Linked DNA regions of Mus musculus: all the other regions are linked to region 2. Evidence: chromatin contacts called from public ChIA-PET data. All regions are on one chromosome and are shown on one strand. Each heading gives the region's core, a stretch centred on a gene start, on an enhancer-like site or on the middle of the called end of the contact. The rest is flanking DNA. Distances are from core to core; before and after follow the strand shown.

The links. ChIA-PET counts read pairs in DNA pulled down with a chosen protein or histone mark.
Region 1: a contact with region 2 is called in an RNA polymerase II ChIA-PET map of memory CD8 T cells, with 28 read pairs. The contact joins two enhancer-like sites. A contact is called at or near these places in 1 of 15 datasets of contacts at CTCF or cohesin (large pre-B cells), 1 of 484 Hi-C or Micro-C datasets (bone marrow-derived macrophages) and 5 of 115 datasets of contacts at active chromatin or transcription factors (bone marrow-derived macrophages, double positive thymocytes, embryonic stem cells and 2 more).
Region 3: a contact with region 2 is called in an RNA polymerase II ChIA-PET map of memory CD8 T cells, with 6 times the contacts expected there. The contact joins two enhancer-like sites. A contact is called at or near these places in 1 of 15 datasets of contacts at CTCF or cohesin (large pre-B cells), 5 of 484 Hi-C or Micro-C datasets (CD4 T cells, Th1 cells, bone marrow-derived macrophages and 2 more), 6 of 115 datasets of contacts at active chromatin or transcription factors (embryonic forebrain, embryonic stem cells, memory CD8 T cells and 2 more) and 3 of 9 other capture datasets (adipose tissue, embryonic stem cells and liver).

The regions. Positions count from the first base shown.
Region 1 is chr7:64,100,453-64,103,152 of GRCm38.p6, forward strand. No RefSeq gene overlaps it. Among named protein-coding and RNA genes, the nearest start is that of Gm45988, 29 kb to the right of the region's middle. Within about 2 kb of position 1,384, at least 25 of the 459 cell types and tissues checked have an H3K27ac peak or open chromatin away from gene starts, as enhancers often do. A contact at or near this core is called in memory CD8 T cells, where this site is marked.
Region 2 is chr7:63,754,074-63,756,773 of GRCm38.p6, forward strand. Otud7a (OTU domain containing 7A) reads left to right here. Exons shown (of 14, transcript NM_130880.1): 12 at 559-673; 13 at 843-927. Among named protein-coding and RNA genes, the nearest start is that of Gm39023, 97 kb to the right of the region's middle. Within about 2 kb of position 1,383, at least 90 of the 459 cell types and tissues checked have an H3K27ac peak or open chromatin away from gene starts, as enhancers often do. A contact at or near this core is called in bone marrow-derived macrophages and memory CD8 T cells, where this site is marked.
Region 3 is chr7:64,216,446-64,219,145 of GRCm38.p6, forward strand. Trpm1 (transient receptor potential cation channel, subfamily M, member 1) reads left to right here. Exons shown (of 27, transcript NM_001039104.2): 11 at 1,045-1,215; 12 at 2,663-2,700. Among named protein-coding and RNA genes, the nearest start is that of Mir211, 12 kb to the left of the region's middle. Within about 2 kb of position 1,441, at least 11 of the 459 cell types and tissues checked have an H3K27ac peak or open chromatin away from gene starts, as enhancers often do. A contact at or near this core is called in bone marrow-derived macrophages and memory CD8 T cells, where this site is marked.

The DNA of each region.
Region 1 (2,700 bases), core at 134-2,633, 350 kb after region 2:
ATCACAGAGCTGATTCTTGACATGCAACTATAATACTTACTTGTGGCATCACAATACTCCAGTGAGCCACCACAATGCTTGTTATTGTGCTAATATGTCATAAATCACAATGAACCATCGAAGGGCTTCATTGTGACATCTCAACATTCCATCTTGACTCAAAATGCTGCAAACTGCCATTGTAGTGCTGTGCCGTTTCATTACAATGTCTTATTGTTTCATCACTATAGTATATTGTGATGCCACAGTGACCCATTGTGGTACACAAATGCTCCCAGTGCCATCGCTATACTCCCGTGCACCATTACAATTTTGCACACAACTCCATTTGCTATCACAGTAGGACACAGTGACATCACAATGCTCCATTGTTTTAACAGAGTGCTCCACTGTGCCATGGAAATGCAGGAGTGTGGTATCACCAAGCTCAGTGGTGACATCATGATCTTTCATTGTGTCATAATGATACTTCATGGTGTCATCACAAAGCCAATGTTGTGATGTCATAATGTTCTCCAGTGTAATCATCTGCTGATTTGTAATATCACAGCACTCCATTTGGCCATCACAGTGATCCATCTGTTGCCATAATGATATAACATCATAGTGACTCATTTTGTCTTCGCGGTGCTGTGTTTTATTATGTAGGTATGCTCCATTGTGCCAACACCACATTCCAAAGCGTGTGTGTCTGCACAAGTAAGTGTATGAAGGCCAGAGGTCTGCCTCAACTGTCATTTTTTCTTGTACTAGTCTGGAACTTGCCAATAGGCTAGATTGTCTATATGCTCCTGTTTCTGCCTCTTGGAGCTGGGATTACAAGCACTCATTACCACTCCTGACTTTTTAAATGTGGGTCCTGGAGATGGGACTCCCATCTTATGCTATCAGAGCTGTCTCCTAAGACTCACAACGCTGTGTTTTTTTGTTTTATTCACAACTAGTTGCAAAGACTTTGTTTATCTTCCCAGGCTATTTTTTTCCCTCATTGCTCAAACTGAGTAAATTTCATTAGTCCATTTGCATTTTCACATAAGTTCCTTGAGTGGATTGTTATCCCTTTTGCAGTAGCTTTTCAGTTTTGTAATTAGCACTTGGTTATTTTTATAATTCCTGTTTCCTTGTTGAGGTTTCGTTTGCAATTAATTACTGAATCAGTTTTGATCATGACTGCTTAAAATGTTTCTATTAAATAATTCTAAGACCTGATTCTTTCTTCTCAGTGCTATAGTTGATTACTCTTTTTTCCAAATTTCAGTGTTCTTGGTTCTTAGTATGCTGGATGTTTTTGTCATTGTAGTGTGAAAGGCTGACTCTTCTCTGAGGACAACCCAGACCACACCTAACTTTTCTCTATTTGTAGTTATGCTGTTAGGTTCAGCAGTGCAGGTGTGACCTGCTTTGTGGGCTGCGGTTGCCTGACATCTGATTTTCAGAGCCTTTGTGGTGCTGTGTCTGTTTGCCTGTTTTTGTTTTTGTTTTTCTCATGTGTCTTGCTCTCCCATGGGTTCCTTTGGGTGCTGCTTGAGAACTCAGAAAGACCCTTTTCAGCCCCAGCTGTTGTTTCTAGAAGGAAGAACTGTCCAGCCTTAAGAGGCCAAGTGTTCTTCCTGGGCTCTGCACTTGTGCAGGGAAGGAACACTTGTTTTGTGGCTGCGTTTATCTTGACTGCACTGTTCACTATCTGGTGTCACAGTCCTGGAGGGACAAAGATGTTTCCTGGGATGAGCTCTTGACAAGGTGAAATCCTCTTTGCCGATGCAGGCCACCTCTGTTCTTTCAGGGCATCTCCCATGCCATGAAATGAGAGGTGGGGCGGTGTCCTTGGACTTGCTGGGGAAGGAAAGCCCTTCCACAGGGTGCTGATCACCAGCAGGGTCTCTGATCAGCTCGCCTACATTTCTGCTGCCGTTGATGGCTTTGCTGATTGCGTTGGTTACTTTTGTGCGGTTGTACTGGTCTCTGTTGTGATTTGAATATTGAACATTCCCCACAGAGTCATGAATACAGATGGTGGTGCTGTTTTGGAAGGTTGTCTATTGTAGATGGTGGGGCTTCACTGCAGGAAATGAGTTACAGTGAATCTTGAGGTTTTTATAGCCTGGCCACACTTTCTGTCCTCTCTCTGCTTCCCGACTACGGTTACAAGGGTTCTAGGTACCCACCCTACTGTAGGTAGCCATGCTTTCATCATGGTGGACTATATCCCTTCAAAACCGTAAGCTAAATTCAGGCCTGCAAGATGGCGCCAGGAGTAATGGCTTTGGCTGCCAAGCTCCCAAACCAGAGTTTGATTTTCAGAACCCACGTGAAAAGAACTGACTCCAGCAAGTTGTCCTCTGACTTCACATGCACGCTGTGGTATAGGCACAGAAGAGAGTTCCCATTCCAGAGAGGACGATAACAAGAAAGAAAGAACCAACATAAGACCAAACTCCAGAAGATCAAATCCTACAGCCTCATGTCTGACATTCAGGGCACAGTGTCATCACCAGGGCTCCAACCGTGTTGAGCAGCTTATGTTCCTACATTTATAACATACATGGCCTCTCTCGAGTCTGCTACACCCAGTGCCTAAGCCATCCCTTATTGCAGGATTTTCCCTGTCCAATTACGTTACTGCTGAGGAGGCCTGTGATTGGACAGGGAAAAGGGAGGTGGAGCTAATAGTAGCAGAGACGGAGAGCTCTCAGAGGAGGA
Region 2 (2,700 bases), core at 133-2,632:
GCCTCTCCTGGACTTGTCACTAGATGCTTTCTGTAGGAGCCTGCTGCCTGGTCCTATGCAGATGAGCTCCCTGGTGGGGGCGGGGGGTGCAGCCCCCACCTCCAGTCTTGCCTCAGCAGAGCTCAGCTCACACCTCTCCCAACTTGCAAATTCTGCCCTTCTCTGAGATGAAATGGAGGCAAGGAGCAGGTCATCCAAAAGTGGCCTTCCGTGGTTCACCACACCCATCTGGGTTTTTCTTCGGAAATAGCAAAAGCACCCATAGCTTTTTCTCATCCTGACAGCAGAGAGATGCCTGCCCTCTAACAGAAAGAGACCCTGTCAGTCCAGGTGATGCCTCCACCTGCTTGCTCTTCGCCTACATAATAGAAACAAGTTTGAAACCTATAGTCTTAACATTCGTGGTATGCAAGTTCTGAGTCTACCTTCTGTCTCCATTAGGTTACCTGCCCTGGGACAGCTATTTTTGAATTTCTGAGCTCTGAACTCTGCTGGTGCCTCCAGCCTCCTGGCAGGCAGATGAGGTGCCTGTCACCATGCCTCTCTCTTCTGTTTCAGCTGTGATCCCTCTGACGGATTCGGAACACAAGCTGCTGCCCTTGCACTTTGCTGTGGACCCGGGAAAGGACTGGGAATGGGGGAAAGATGACAACGACAATGCCCGGTTAGCCAAGTAAGACCTGCCCCGCAGTCCAGTCCGGACCCCAACACCCTGCGGGAGAGTGGTGGTGACAGGACTCCTGTTGGGATTTGGGGGACTAAAGGGCAGGGAGAGGATTGCACGCGCAGGCGAGTGAGCTCCTGCCACCTCCGGAGCTTCTCACTGGGTGTTCTTTTGTCAGCCTCATCCTGTCCCTAGAAGCCAAGCTGAACCTTCTACACAGCTACATGAATGTGACGTGGATCCGCATCCCCTCCGAGACCCGGGTGAGCCTCGAGTGCACGAAGCCCCACCCAGTGACCGGGCAGCAGCCGCTCTGTGCGGTGCGGGCAATGCTGTGCCTCCCCAAAGTCTCCACGCAGCGCAGCGCTCGGCTCCACGCCTTGGGGAGGTCCCACACCTTCATGCCCCAGAACCGGACCCAGCTACTGATTCCTAGTCCAAACACTTCCTCCCGGTGGGAGGCGGGCGCGTATTAGGGGCCCTCCCTCTCCCCCACCCCCCTCCACCTCTTATTTTACACAGCAGGAGAAGAATAAACACACCCACTCACAAAGCAAACCGTAGGCAAGTCAAAACACAAAACTATCTCTGCAGAGATCGGAACAAAATGTGCCGCGGCAGAGCGGAATTAATTATAACTGTGTGTGGATCCTTAGAAAATCTAGGGAACCAACAGCGCTAGTCCTCAGCGCGCGCCCTTCCCCTCCCTGAGGCGGAGGTGGCCTCCGGTGGAGCTAGCAGAAGGCGGAGAGACGCGGACCCATCCCGGGGGTGGGATGGGGGTTGCCCCTGCTTGCAGATGCTGAGAGATTCTTTTTAAGTTTGTGACTGATGTTTTCATAATCTTGGGAGGGAACTCCCAAGGGAAGGGATTTGTGAAAATTGCTTGCAAATAATTGGTCCTCCCTGACATCCGTTTACTTATGTATCCAGCGGATTCAAAGTACTGAAAGGAGACATCCCGCTGAATGGCTCCTGCCCCACTGTTCTGATTGCTCACTTCCGCTTCGCCTGGACATCATCCAAGTAGGGCGCCCCCACGTGGCTCTGATTCGCCATGTTCTTGGGGCACAAGAGACAGCCAGTCAGTGACAGAATCTTGCCTCTCTCATGCTGGAAGGTGCCACTGTGCCCCAGGATGATGCTCTGTAGCACCTACGTGGTATGCAATGGCAGCAGCCCTAGATCCATAATCAGTACCTTCCAGCTGAGCACATCTTTTCCCTACAAAGAGCAGGATGCATGGCCAGACCTTGGTGACCTCCATATCAAGTACAAAGCTCAGCAGACAACCCCACTGCTAAAGGGCACACAGCCAAGGCCCCTCTCTTACTGGGGCCCCTTTCCCTGTTTCAACCTTGAAGCTGACACTCTTTACCATCCCCGGCAAGCCAACCTAAAACTCAACTCTCTCCAAACTCAAGTGAAAGGAGGGATTTCTGCCTGGGTGGTGGTCAGCACAGGTCTGCCAGCCTTGCTTCTACTGACCTAGCCACAGCAGCTCATCCTTCTGGAACCTGCTTGAGCAGAGGAAAAGAATAAAGTGAGGAGCAATGGCTTCTCCCTTCTCTTCTAAAGACCAGAAAAGGCCTGCCCAGGCATGTACTAGTTCCTGACACACCCAGATGCAGGCTGGAGAGATGCTGTCTTTCCAATGACTCTCCTCACAGGAAGGTCCCTCTTTGGAGAACTTATGGCAGCTGCCTACCCAGCATGACCTCCTCTCATAGCCTTCTCAGGCTTGCCACCTATCCCAGAGATTGGCCTAGCCATGCTCTGCATGGTCTCGCCCTCACTGGCTGCCCCCAGGTAGTGTCGTCCAGGTTATTGTCCATGGCATTCCTTCACTAGTGCCATCCCACAAGACCCCACATCCTCACTGGAAGCCATTTCCAGCATCCTTTTCAGCTTAGCATTCCATTTGTAGTTAGAGAAGGGAACTCCTGAAGTAGCATGTCATAGCTGGATAAAGGGAGTGGTGGTCCAAGATGAAGAACGGGGTTTAGGGCAAGGTGCATAGCCCCTGCTTGGAATAA
Region 3 (2,700 bases), core at 191-2,690, 460 kb after region 2:
AAGGCTCCTGAAGCCTCCCTCCCTCCATCACCACATGCATGTGCTCCTGAAGCCTCCCTCTATCCATCACCAAATGCATGTGTCCTTGAAGTCTCCATCCATCACCACATGTGTCCCTGAAGCCTCTATCCATCACCACATGCATGTGTTCCTGAAACCTCCTTCTATCCATCACCACATGCATGTGCCCTTGAAGTCTCCATTCATCACCACATGCATGTGTCCCTGAAGTCTCCATCCATCACCACATGCATGTGTCCCTGAAGTCTCCATCCATCATCACATGCATGTGCCCCTGAAGCCTCCATCCATCACCACATGCATATGTCCCTGAAGTCTCCATCTATCACTATACTCTATGGGCTCCTGAAGCCTCCATCCACCACCACATTACACAGCTCTAAGGTACCTGCCAGAGCTGTTTTAGCCATAATAATCTCTAGCTCACATTTCTCCCGAAATAGCAACTTGCATTATATCTTTTGCCTCTGACCCATTCACAGTCACATTCTCCCATCATTAGAGGACTATCAGCACACCTCTGGTACCTTTTAGTTTGTGTTTCAGCATCCTTTCCTTAAAATATACCCATCAATCAATATGTTATTTGCTTCAAATATACATATTAGGCCAACTAACTCTTTGTGCCCATCAGGAACAGTGGTTCACAGTATCAAGATCTTCTTCATCAGACTGCCAGGCCACAGTTGACTGTGTGTGTACATGTGTGTATGCCTGTGTGTGCTGGTGCATATGTGTCTTGGGTGTGTGCATGTGTGAATACTTATGTATATGTTCATAGCATTAACCATGGATGCATAACTTCACCACGTGCACACTGAGGCATTGTTTGCAGGAATAGGAATGTGTACCTTACAATGTGTACGTGCATCTGTACTATTCGTGTGTGTGTGTGTGTGTGTGTGTGTGTGTGTGTGTGTATGCACACATGCACATAGAGTTCAGGGTGTCCCTGTGCATATCTTAAAATGAGTGGGGGGTGGTCTTGGTACCTTTTCCCAATATGCTTGTTGTGGATTGCAGCCACTGGGAAGCCTGGCCCCTCCTGTGGACACCAAAGCCACAGAGAAGGAAAAGAAGCCACCCACAGCCACCACCAAGGGGAGAGGAAAAGGAAAAGGCAAGAAGAAAGGCAAAGTGAAAGAGGAAGTGGAGGAAGAGACGGACCCCCGGAAGCTTGAGCTGCTCAACTGGGTGTGTGCTCACGTGCTCGTGTCCTTGCCCGTGTGTCTTCAGAGTTCTGGACTGGCATTCCCCAAGTTCTCCGGAAGAGACTCCCTTGTTACCTTTGCTTCATCCCTGCCGGGATGGGGGACAGATGGGTTAATGTCAATACTTCATGGCAATAGTGTGTTCACTTCAATGTAGCCGTCGGTGGTCACAGCTGTTTCGTAAGGAGGAGTGGTTGTCCCTGTGGCATATGCTTGCCACTGCAGAGGGAGACCTGGAAAACATGCATGATGGCTCCAGCCTCCCAAGCCGGAGGCTAGCTACTGCTAACCACCTATCACTCCTTTCTACACTACCACTTCAAAAGGGTTTTGTGGCATGAATTCTAAATATGTGGTTTGTTTCCCATATTTTCCTGCCCCAAATGTCTGCATGTCTGCCAAGCAGAGAGAGCTACTACTGAGTAAATGACCAGAACTTCCTTTCAGAGTGGTACCTTGGTTCCATAAATAGGAGCGTGTGGTCATCACTCACCCAACGGCACCCTAGTGGACTATGACATGCCCACATGGTCTGACCACTGCCAAAAATGCTCCCCAGTCAAGGAAACAGCAGAGAGAAACTTAGCAGGGCAAACGCTGGGATGGCTATCTTTAATTCATTAGAAATTTGTTTAGATTCATTTTTACTATTTTACATGTGTAAGTATTTTGCCTGCATATGTGTATGTGCACCACCATGTACATACACCTAATCCCTACAGAAGTCAAAAAAAGGCACTGGGTCCCCTGGGATGGGAGTTAGCAGGGAGGTTGTGAACTAACATGTTAGCCCTGAGAATTGAACCTGGGTCCTCCTCAAGCACAAGAAGTGCTTGTAACTTCTGAGCCAACTCCATGGCCTCTTTGACTCTTTTTGTTGTTGTCGTTTTGTTTTGTTTTGTTTTGTTTTGTTTTGTTTTGTTTTGTTTTTCGAGACAGGGTTTCTCTGTGTAGCCCTGGCTGTCCTGGAACTCACTCTGTAGACCATGTTGGCCTCAAACTCAGAAATTCGCCTGCCTCTGCCTCCCAAGTGCTGGGATTAAAGGTGTGCGCCACCACGCCTGGCTCTTTGACTCATTTTTAAAAGATAGAATCCCTTACAAACTTTGACAGAGCATGAGGGGACCAAACTGAAAGCAGAGGGGAGAAGGTTAAGGCATGGTTATTCAAAGGAAACAACCTTGGGAACCACAGACTGTCGTGCAGGCCCTTAGTGCAGCTCTTGACAGTCATATGTGAGGCCATGGGCTCAATTTCCAGCACCAGGTTAACAAAACATGCCCCCAACACACACATGCATGCACGCACGTGCACAAAGCAAACAAACAAAATATCAAAACATTCCGGAACTTTCCATGGGATGTCCTAAGGTCTCATGCCTGGAGTCTTCTGGGAGGCCACTCATGGTCTCCCTTCTGGATTTCCTGCAGGTGAATGCCCTGGAGCAAGCCATGCTGGATGCTCTTGT